2 separate regions of the Mus musculus genome follow, and region 1 is linked to region 2. Evidence: chromatin contacts called from public Hi-C data. All regions are on one chromosome and are shown on one strand. Each heading gives the region's core, a stretch centred on a gene start, on an enhancer-like site or on the middle of the called end of the contact. The rest is flanking DNA. Distances are from core to core; before and after follow the strand shown. Region 1 has its middle 37 kb from the start of Eef1a1. Region 2 overlaps Tmod3 (tropomodulin 3).

The links. A called contact is a pair of places that touch in the nucleus more often than the background predicts.
Region 1: a Hi-C map of nephron progenitors shows a contact between it and region 2, with 33 times the contacts expected there. The contact joins two enhancer-like sites. A contact is called at or near these places in 2 of 39 promoter capture datasets (both in embryonic stem cells), 1 of 15 datasets of contacts at CTCF or cohesin (embryonic stem cells), 20 of 484 Hi-C or Micro-C datasets (the C2C12 cell line, CD4 T cells, the G1E-ER4 cell line and 10 more), 17 of 115 datasets of contacts at active chromatin or transcription factors (astrocytes, differentiating embryonic stem cells, embryonic stem cells and 3 more) and 2 of 9 other capture datasets (embryonic stem cells and liver).

The regions. Positions count from the first base shown.
Region 1 is chr9:78,516,389-78,521,589 of GRCm38.p6, reverse strand. No RefSeq gene overlaps it. Among named protein-coding and RNA genes, the nearest start is that of Eef1a1, 37 kb to the right of the region's middle. Within about 2 kb of position 1,354, at least 219 of the 459 cell types and tissues checked have an H3K27ac peak or open chromatin away from gene starts, as enhancers often do. A contact at or near this core is called in nephron progenitors, where this site is marked.
Region 2 is chr9:75,494,767-75,499,873 of GRCm38.p6, reverse strand. It overlaps Tmod3 (tropomodulin 3), which reads left to right. Exons shown (of 10, transcript NM_016963.2): 10 at 1-2,090. Among named protein-coding and RNA genes, the nearest start is that of Gm7972, 29 kb to the right of the region's middle. Within about 2 kb of position 3,848, at least 15 of the 459 cell types and tissues checked have an H3K27ac peak or open chromatin away from gene starts, as enhancers often do. A contact at or near this core is called in nephron progenitors, where this site is marked.

The DNA of each region.
Region 1 (5,201 bases), core at 105-2,604, 3.0 Mb before region 2:
CAAATCGGGCGTTAATTTCAGAGATTTGAAATTTTCCAAGAGGCAGCCATTGGGTGGGAGGGTAGTTACTGAGCAATCCGTACCGGCGTCCCAGAGGACTGCCCAGCAACACTGGTTGATAGTACGGCCAAGCTAGAAATTCAGGTCGTCAGGAGAATTTCTAGGGACCACGGCGGTGACGTTTCCCGGAAACGTCAGAAAGCAATCCAACCTAGTACTAGGAATTTTCTGGCCGCTGCAAGAGCTCAAGGGATTTATGAATTGCCTTCGAGAAGGGGGTTCACCCACGGGCCTATATCCTAACTCGTAGGTCAGTCAGGAGGCCGGTCATAAGGACCAGGGCATTGAAAGCCAACCCTTAGCCCAAAAGAGGCTGGCTGGGCGCTATCTGGGCATAGAGGGTTCCTCCCACTAACTGGAGAAACTCCTTACCAACCAGTATGCCGGTGTGTGTTTGCAGGATTCTGCAGTCCGGTAGCAGGAAGTGTGGAACCCTTTGGTTGGCTGGCCAGAGGCCAGTTCCACGTGGTAGTCCACGGAGGCACATCCCACGTGGTAGAAACCTGTGAGTCTCGAAGCAATGGAAATCCACGCGGGAGATTATGGCAGGTGCTAGCAGATGGAGTCCACATGGTGTAGCAGTGGCTGCAGGCGGTGGCAGTGTTATGGTCGCACCGGTGGCGGTGGCGCCGGCGGCCGCCCGGGTTCTACAGCTCCCCTGTGTAACGACCACCAAAGTCACAGCACCAATGCTGGTATCGGCAGCGGCAGCTCCACACAAGGCCAAAAAGTTCCACGGGAGGTCTATTGAGAGGGGAAAAGGGCAAGGTGGCAGCGGAAAGAAAAGAAGGGGAGAGAGCGCGAGGAAGGGGCGTTCTCCTTATTTAAGTAGAAAATAACACAAAGGTGGAAGGTGAGCCAAGTGAATGCTGGGAAGATGGTGCCTGTTGTCTTGGCAACCGGTCTGGAGGTCGCAGGTCCAGCTGTGGCCTATGTGATGTCATAGGTTTGGAATGTCCTGATGCCAATAGCCTAGGCTACACATTGAAGCCTTATCTTAAGGGGGGAGGGGCCGTTTAAGGAACAGGGAGAAATGCCAATAGAATCTGTTAAACGATAGCTTTTCTTGTGGAAGAGCGTCTGCCCGTCTGTAGCCTGAAGAACGGTCCAGACTGGAACAGGCTGCCCCTGAGTATTTCTAGGAATTTCCCTAAGCCCACCGCCACCCCAGGGCTGCTATTTTCTTCCCAGCACTGCTTGGACCCTATGTAATTTGAGCCCAGACTTCCCAGCTCACTCAAAGTACAATCTTTGCTAGGGAAAAAGAGGCTCTGCCTCAGGCGGACTCCAGGGAACACAGCCAGTGTTCCCTTCCCCTAGTGTCTCCGCCACCTGTCCACAACAGCTCACAGGTACTCAAGCTCAGGGCGCCTTCCAAATAAAAGGCTGCTTTTTATTTGTTCAGGTCTCTGCGGATACTGAAACCTACAATAGACCATCAATTCCCCATACCCTGGTATGCATCGATTTCATCACCTCTCTGTTGTTTTGTTTTGCTTTGTTTGTTTTGTTTTGTTTTGTTTTGTTTTGTTTTTCAAGACAGGGTTTCTCTGTATAGCCCTGTCTTGGAACTCACTTTGTAGACCAGGCTGGCCTTGAACTCAGAAATCCACCTGCCTCTGCCTCCCAAGTGCTAGGATTAAAGGCGTGGGCCACCACGCCGGGCACCTCTCTGTTTTCTAGAGATGATATGGCCAGGTGATTTACCAACTAAACCCAGATTTAATTTTTTTTAAAATTTATTTTATGTGTGTGGTGGTTTGAATGAGAAGAACAGGCTTTCGGCTATAATCACTCTTTGCCTTATTTCCTTGATACAGCGTTATGCTGGGTAGTTTTTTTTGTTTTGGTTTGTTTTAAGATTTATTTATTATGTGAGTACACTGTAGCTGTACGGATGGTTGTGGGCCTTCATGTGGTTGTTGGGAATTGAAGTTTTGTTTTTTTGTTTTTTTAAGGACCTCTGCTCACTCTGACCCAAAGATTTGTTTATTATTATACATAAGCACGCTGTAGCTGACTTCAGATGCACCAGAAGAGGGCGTCAGATCTCATTATGAGATGGTTGTGAACCACCATGTAGTTGCTGGGATTTGAACTAAGGACCTTCTGAAAGAGCAGTCGGTGCTCTTACCCGCTGGATAGGTTTTGTTTGTTTGTTTGTTTGTTTGTTTGTTTGGTTTGGTTTTTCAAGACAGGGTTTCTCTGTGTAGCCCTGGCTATCCTAGAACTCATTTTGTAGACCAGGCTGGCCTCGAACTCAGAAATCCACCTGCCTCTGCCTGAGTGCTGGGATTAAAGGCATGCGCCACCACGCCCAGCTTTGGATAGTTTTATATCAACTTGACACAAACTATAGTCATCCGAGAAGAGGGACCCTCAATTGAGAAAAAGCCTCCTGAAGATCAGGCTGTAGCCAGACCTGTAGGGCATCTTCTTAATTAGCGACCTATGAAAGAGGGCCCATCGAGGGTGGGCACACTTCTGGGCTGGTGCTCCTGGGTTCTCGTTGTTGTTGCTGTTGTCATAGGTTTTCTCTGTGTAGCCCTAGCTGTCATGGATCTCACTCTGAATACTAGGATGGCCTAAGCTGAAAGATCAGCCTACTTCTGCCTCCTAGCAGAGTGCTGTGATTAAAGGCATGCGCCAGCACCTGTCATTGTTGTCTTTCTTTTTTATTATTCTTCTTTTTTTCTTTTTTTTTTTTTTCAGTATAAAATGAAGTTTATTTGGGGTATGGGAAGGGAGATTAAGAAAGGAGTAGAGCAGAGAAAGAGGAGATAGAGAAGGACAGAGAGGGGGAGAGGGGGGGGGAAGAGAGGGGGAGCTGGGGGAGAGGGGGGAGAGGGAGGGGTTGAGGGGGAGAGGCTGACCAGAAACACCTGGGCAGGTAGGGGAGGGGAATGGGGGGAGTGGCCTGAGAGGTCAGAGAGAAAAGGGTCAGAGAGAGGCCATTGTCTTCCTTTACCCTAGAATTTATGATCTTCCTGCTTCCCTCTCCCAAGCACTAATATTACAAACCTGTGTCACCATACCTGGCTCTGTACACTGTCTTGTCTATGATTATTACTTACACAAGGTGTCTAGGGAAAGTAGATATGCTTCCATGTAACTTTCTAGCTGCCTAGATGTATGTGGTTAGCAATAACAGACCAAATTTTTTTCTCAACACCAAAAAAAAAAAAAATTTTTTTTGGAGACAACGTCTTACCATGTAGCCCTGGCTGGCCTGAAACTCACAGTGTAGACATGTTTAGTTCCAATTCACCGATCAGCCTGCCTCCGCCTCCCAAGTGCTGGGATTTGTTGAAGGTCTGTACCACCATGGCCAGCATCTCAACACATACTTCATAACACATACTCTATGCGGACAGTATGCGTTTAAGAACTTTACCTTCAGCCGGGTGTGATGGCGCACGCCTTTAATCCCAGCACTCGGGAGGCAGAGGCAGGCAGATTTCTGAGTTCAAGGCCAGCCTGGTCTACAAAGTGAGTTCCTGGACAGCCAGGGCTACACAGAGAAACCCTGTCTCGAAAAGACAAAAAAAAAAAAAAAAAAAAAAAAGAACTTTACCGTTCATAACTCATTAAATCCTCAGGATAACTCTAGGAAGCAAGCAGTGTCGTTATTCTTGTTTCACACCTGGGAATTTGAAACTGTCCAAACCTCACATTAGGGGACAGAAGCCAGTGTACTACCAAAGCTACATGATGCTCACCCAACCTCTGAATGCTTCCTCAGCAAGGTTGAACTCGCTCCAATAGGATCCTTAGCTCATGTAATAAAATATGTTTCCTGCAGCACATGCCTCTAATAAATGCTCCCTAGAGCCATCCCAAAATAAGCCTGCCACTAGGTTCACGTCACTGCTGTAAGACTCTTTTTTTTTTTTTAAAGATTTATTTATTTATTAGATGTAAGTACACTGTAGTTGTCTTCAGATACACCAGAAGAGGGCATCAGATCTCATTATGGGTGGTTGTGAGCCACCATGTGGTTGCTGGGATTTGAACTTCGGACCTTCAAAAGAGCAGTCGGGTGCCCTTACCCACTGAGCCATCTCACCAGCCCCTGTAAGACTCTTAATTAGGGTCCAGTGACTTTTTCTGGTGCCCAGATGGGGCACAAACGAGACCAGAGGAACAATTCCTCCCAGGTCTAACTGAAGCAGACTTTAAGAGGTTGCTTGGAGTGGCTTGTAGGTTATTACAGGAACATGGATGGCTGAAGACATAGGCATCCCAGAAAGCACAGGGCAGCTCCAGCTCTGGGGACAGTTCCCAAAAGCAGCAGCTAGTTCTGTTCGCCCTGCTGCCTGCCAGGCTGGTTGCTGAGCCTCCTTCCCTGCCACTGTTACAATGTATAGAAGCTTGGGGATGCTGTCTGAAATCTGTCAGTGTCCTGCACTTTCTGACACTGATAAATTGGAAATGTTTCTGGTATAGGGAGTAGCTACATAATAGCTGATGGGAGAGTTTCCTCCTCTGTTCTCCTGCAGGCTAGCTAAAGTTGAAACTGTCTGTGGCAGCACACTCCTGCAATCCCACCAGGGAGGGAGAGAAAGGAGGACCAGTAATTCAAGGGCAGCTTCACTCTATACTAGTTTCAGACCAGTCTGCACTCCATGAAAGACAAAACAAAATAAATTATTATTTACTTGAAAACAAACAAACGAAAACTCTCCATTTTCTATTGCTTTGAACATCTGAGACATTCCTCTTTTCATGTATTATTTTTTTTATTATTAATTTATTGTTTATATTTATTATTATTTGCTTTGTTTTGTTTTGCTTTGTGTTTTGAAACACTATCTCCTATAGACTAGGCTAGCTTCAAACTGGCATGCACCTTTTTTTTTTTAAGATTTATTTATTTTATGTATATGAGTATATGTGTAGCTTTCTTCAGACCCACCAGATTTCATTACGAATGATTGTAAACCACCATGTGGTTGCTGGAATTTGAACTCGGGACCTTCGGAAGAACAGTCAGTGCTCTTAACTGCTGAGCCATCATCTCCAGTCCTCAAACTGGCTATGTCGCCAAGGATAACCTTGAATCGGTCCTCCTGCCTTCACCTCCCACATTCTGGGATGGCAGGGTAAGGCCACCATGACTGGCTTACCCAGCTCCTTTTGTG
Region 2 (5,107 bases), core at 2,599-5,098:
ATGCAGTTGTGGAAAGTTTCAGAAGTCGTGTATGTAAGAATAATTTGAATGAACATCTTGAGGACCAATATTTTTTAAATCAAAAGGGACATTGCTGACTCAATATTAATGTTGCTCCTTATACATTAAGGGTAAGGTGCATGGTGGTTTCCTTTTTTAAAAATCCATGAATTTAGGCAAAAGTATGCTTTTTCCTTATTAGGGAAATAAAATGTCGGAATTTTGAAAGGTGGCTCAGAATCCATTATATCTACATAAGCCAAAGTAGGCCTGCAGGGGACACAACAGCCATCTGTGTGCAGGTTTCTGCACACATCTAATGAGTCTCAGCTGCACGGGGCTGGGTGTGTATGTCTCCTATAGTCCTTAGCTCTGTCCCACTGCATACCTTGTTAAACGTATAGTTATAAGTATTTTTCTCTGCTGTGGGCATTACAGTTTTGTAAAAGCTAATGGATAAAAAGCATCCGAGTAGAGAGGTTCTTTTCCCCATAAAAGGCTCTTGGCCAATACTCAGTTATTGAGAGTAAAACAGAAAAAAGAAAGGCGCTGTTAGATGTAGGAGAGTTCAAACCTGAAATTTGCAAGGTGGCCATCTCACGGATGAGCAGTGTCCGTCAGGAACTGACGTGAGCTAGCTATGGTGGGTCACTCCTACAGTCTGAGCAGCTGAGAAGGTAGGATTGCCAGACATTCAAAGTCAGTCTGAACTACATAGGAACCTCCAGGTTAGCCTGGGCTACATATGTGAGAACCTATGTCAGGAAAAGGAAAGAACAAACTTGTTGTCTGATGAGGAGCGCTATATGTGATTCCATAGGTGCAATGTAGTACTGCCTAAACAGTTAATCCCCTCCACCGTGTTCCAGCCAATCACAAAGACTGCTGTTCTTCAGAAACCTCATTTTAGTAGATGTTTCCTTCATCTTGTTTTTTTTTTAACTGCATATAATAAAAAGTAATTTCTGTATCATAGGTTATCTCTATCACCTTAGCGTTAGTTAGAATGAGGGTTTGATCTGTACAGTGGGGTTGGGTGAGGCTGCCCACCGATGCCCTGCTAGAGGACTTTCGTCTGTATCTATGCTCTGCCCCATGCAGCTCCTACAGGAGTGGCAGAGGCACACACAGCAGACAGTGGAGAGGAAGAAGGCCCAGGGAAGCACGAACAAGTCGACGGTTGCTTAAACCATGCCAGTGCTGGCCTGTGAAGTATTATACAACTGAAGAAAAGACTTCATCAGTAACGAGAGTGTGAAGTCATCTGATTGAATAGATATCTTTTAAGAATTATAATGGAGAACAGTGTTTACCTTGATCTTTACAAGTCTGGCACCTCATTTTGGTAGCAGTATTTTTAAATTCCTCTGAGATTTTTATGACATGGTAATAAATTAGGACTTTGTAATAGTTTTAATTTTAAGCTAGAGATTTTTCTAAACCTTCAAGTTTTATGCATGATTATCTAAGAGAATATTCTTCACATTTTTAAATTGCCCTTTTAAAAAGCCTTAAATTGCCCATTTTGTAAAACTATATATTCATATTTGTCTCAAATTATAATTTTCAGTATGTCTACATGAAATTGTATACATTAAATTCACCATTAGTAGCTAATATTCATGCCTTGAAAATAGATTTGGTGCTCTACACTTACAGCCAAAACCTACTATAAGTAGGTTTAAAGAATACATAAAATACATTTTCCTACGGTGCCTGTCATTTCAAAGACCAAATAAACATTTTGTGTTAAACATATTAGCAGACTGTTGGTCATTTCAAGGAGGATGTTTGTGATCCTTAAGTGGCACGTTTTCACCAATGAAATGAGCTGTGTCCTTTACAAGGGGTGCAATCCTGAAAAGTTACATGTAAATAGAACTTTAAAAATTGTTTTATGGGCTGGTGAGATGGCTTAGAGGGTAAGAGTCCTGACTGCTCTTCTGGAGGTCCTGAGTTCAAATCCCAACAACCACATAGTGGCTCACAACCATCCGTAATGAGACCTGATGCCCTCTTCTGGTGTGTCTGAAGACAGCTACAGTGTACTTACATATAACAATAAATAAATCTTTTTTAAAAAATGTTTTATAACTGATAGTCCCTTCATGTGTTTTCTTTAAAGGTGATATAATAAAATTATAAAAGAAGAATGTCTGAAAAAAATATTAGCTGTATGCCACATTATGTTTAACCTTTATTGCCACTAAAATAAGAAGTTATTAAGCTTCATAAAACCTTATGGTTCCCGGGACTGGCTGGCTTTTTCTGTATAAAGTCAGGAACCACTGTTACCTCTCAGCAGATGAGTAATGGCTCACCTGGAATTACAGCCACCGCCAGCCTGGAGCCTTGCAGTGTCTGGCTGTACTCCTCCAGCGCAGCTTCGCTTTGAACAGCATCAACTGGAGACGTGGCACCAAAGAGAAACGAACTGTGGGTATCTGAGAGTCAACAGTTGCTGTTGCTGCCAGGCACGGGTGTGACTTCTTGGATCTGAACATGTTCAGAACTGTCTTGTCCGTCAGCTCTCACGGGTCGCTCGCTCACTTCAGTGGGTGTCCTGTTTCCTTTACTGCACTGTTATTTGGTTCCATGAGTTCCCTGTAAAAAGTCAAGCATGGGACCTGGAGAGATGCCTCCATCACTAAGAGAACTGACTGCACCAGGCTGTGGTGGTGCCACCTTTAGTCCCAGCACTCAGGAGGCAGAAACAGACAGGTCTCTTGAGTTCGAGGCTAGCCTGGTGTACAGAGCAAGTTCTAGGACAGCCAGAGCTACACAGAGAAGCCCTGTCTTGATAAAAAACAAACAACATAGCACTGGCTGCTCTTCACAGGTCCCAGGTTTGGTTCCCAGCACCCATAGCAGGCAGCTCACTCCAGTTCCAGATATAGTGCCCTCTTCTGGCCTCTGTAGGCACCTGCACGTATATGGTGCACAAGCAGAGACGCGGCCACACACACAAATAACAAAAACTGAACATTATGCAGATTTTTATAGTAAACATGTATAACATTTCGTTAGTTTTCAACTTCACCTTGCAGTTTATCGTTTGAAGGACCAACCTTGGAGGTTAGCTTATAAAAAGACACTTCTTCTAAGTAAATCGTTTTAATGGATGCCACATATTATCTTTGGTTTTTCTTTTGTCATGTGTTTTAGAAAGCCTTCAATAACTGTAAAGAATTGGACCTAGGACCCCAGCTTTCAAAGCTGGGTGAAAATAGACTAACCGATACACATTCACTCCCTTAGGGTGACCCCCCTCACCCAGAAAGACTTCATTCCTTTTTCTACGTTGTCAGTGTTTAGATACAGAGCAAATAATTCCCATAAAAATCTTCCAGATATTATAGTTTATATATTCAGACAAGTTTAAAAGCAAATTACCAATACTTTTCTAAATATTATTTGTATGTGTATATGCACGCACACGGTGTTTTTAAAACTCAGTTTTTTTAAAAGCTCTTTTTAAAGTTCTTTTTTAAAAGTTCTTTTTAAAGCTCAGTTTGTTTATTTCCAACCCTTAATCCAGAGAGCCCAGTTACAGTTTTCACGAGGGCAAAGAATGTTCTTCCTATCTTGTTTTCATTCCAGTAGTTAGACTCTATAGACTCCCACCTGAATAAACAAAGTGACAGGAACTCCTAATGATTCGGATGCCTCCACTTTGGTTACTAAGAAAACACAGTTGAGTCCATGAAGGGTCAAGGCAGCTGGATGTGCAGGCTTGAACCACTCTGCACACTTCATAGAACGTGCGAGTGCTAGCACTAGTCAGGGCTAGTCTGGCTTCCCGTGAAGGCTTCCAGCCTGCGTGCTCCAGTGTCCGCTCTTAGCCTTTCCGTCTGTGGCACTGATGGCCCTTGCCCTCCAGGTGGTGCAGAAGGTGCTGTGCGTTTTGTTCATCTCCTGGGTCTACCCGGCATACTCATTGTGTCGTGTCTTATGCTCTCCAAACAAGATCCATGCTTGGGTTTGCTTCCTGCAGTATTAGTGAGGGTTTCTGTTGCTCATACTTTTAGAGGTTTAGTCCATTATTGTCATTGCAGGAAGTATGGCGGCACACAGGCATACACGGTATTGGAGAAGGAGCTGAGAGTTCTACACCCAGATCAGAATGCACCGGGGAGAGAGTGACACTAGGACTGGCTTGAGCTTCTGAGCCCACCCCCAGTGCCACACTTCCTCCAACAAGGCCACACCTCCTAATAGTGCCACTCCCTGGTGGCCCAGCATTCAAATCTGAGTTCTTGGAGGGCCATTCCAGTTCAAACCACATCATCCAACAGCCATTCCCACCTCAGAGAATACAACTCCCCTACACAGAAGTAAAACCAAGCCCCTTGTCTAAGTCTCACCTCCCGTCATGCTTTCACCCCTTGCTCCCTCTTTGCAGCAGGCAACAGAAGCTTTCCAGGGAAAGCAACAGCCTCTGCAACTGGTCCACATGATTCTGGTATGAGGCAGAGCTACTCCTCCATGTGCCAAGAGCCTAGTTTCTCCAGGTTGGATTTGTTCAGGGAAAGACTACTCAGTAGCCCTCAAAACAGTATTTTCTCCAATGGTTAGAGGTGGCCGAGAACAGGACCATGTGTTACTACTGGGCATCACTTTATGTCTTGTCTCAGTCTTAGCTCCGTAAGACCTCTCATGTATTGCGGTTGACACCATTTCCTCCTCAGTCATCCAGCAACATGTGCCTTTTTAAAGAGCCTGTCTTAGGGTTTCACTGCTGTGAAGAGACCCTGACCAAAGCAACTTTTAACAAGGACAACATTTAACAGGTTCAGAGGTTCAGTCCATTATCATCAAGGTGGGAGCATGACAGCATCTAGGCAGGCATGGCGTTGGAGGAACTGAAAGTTCTACATCTTGTTCCAAAGGCAAACAGAAGATGGACTCCTCAAGTAGCTGGGAGGAGGGTCTCAAAGTCCACCTCTACAGTGAGTGACACACTTCCTCTAAGGCTGCACCTCCTAACAGTGCTACTCCTTGGGCTAAGCATATTCAAAGCACCACAGGCCTGACAGTGAAGTTCCCATTTAGCCACAGGAGGACACTGCAGCCTTCTGCTCCTGAGGGTGCAGCATCCCAGGTACCG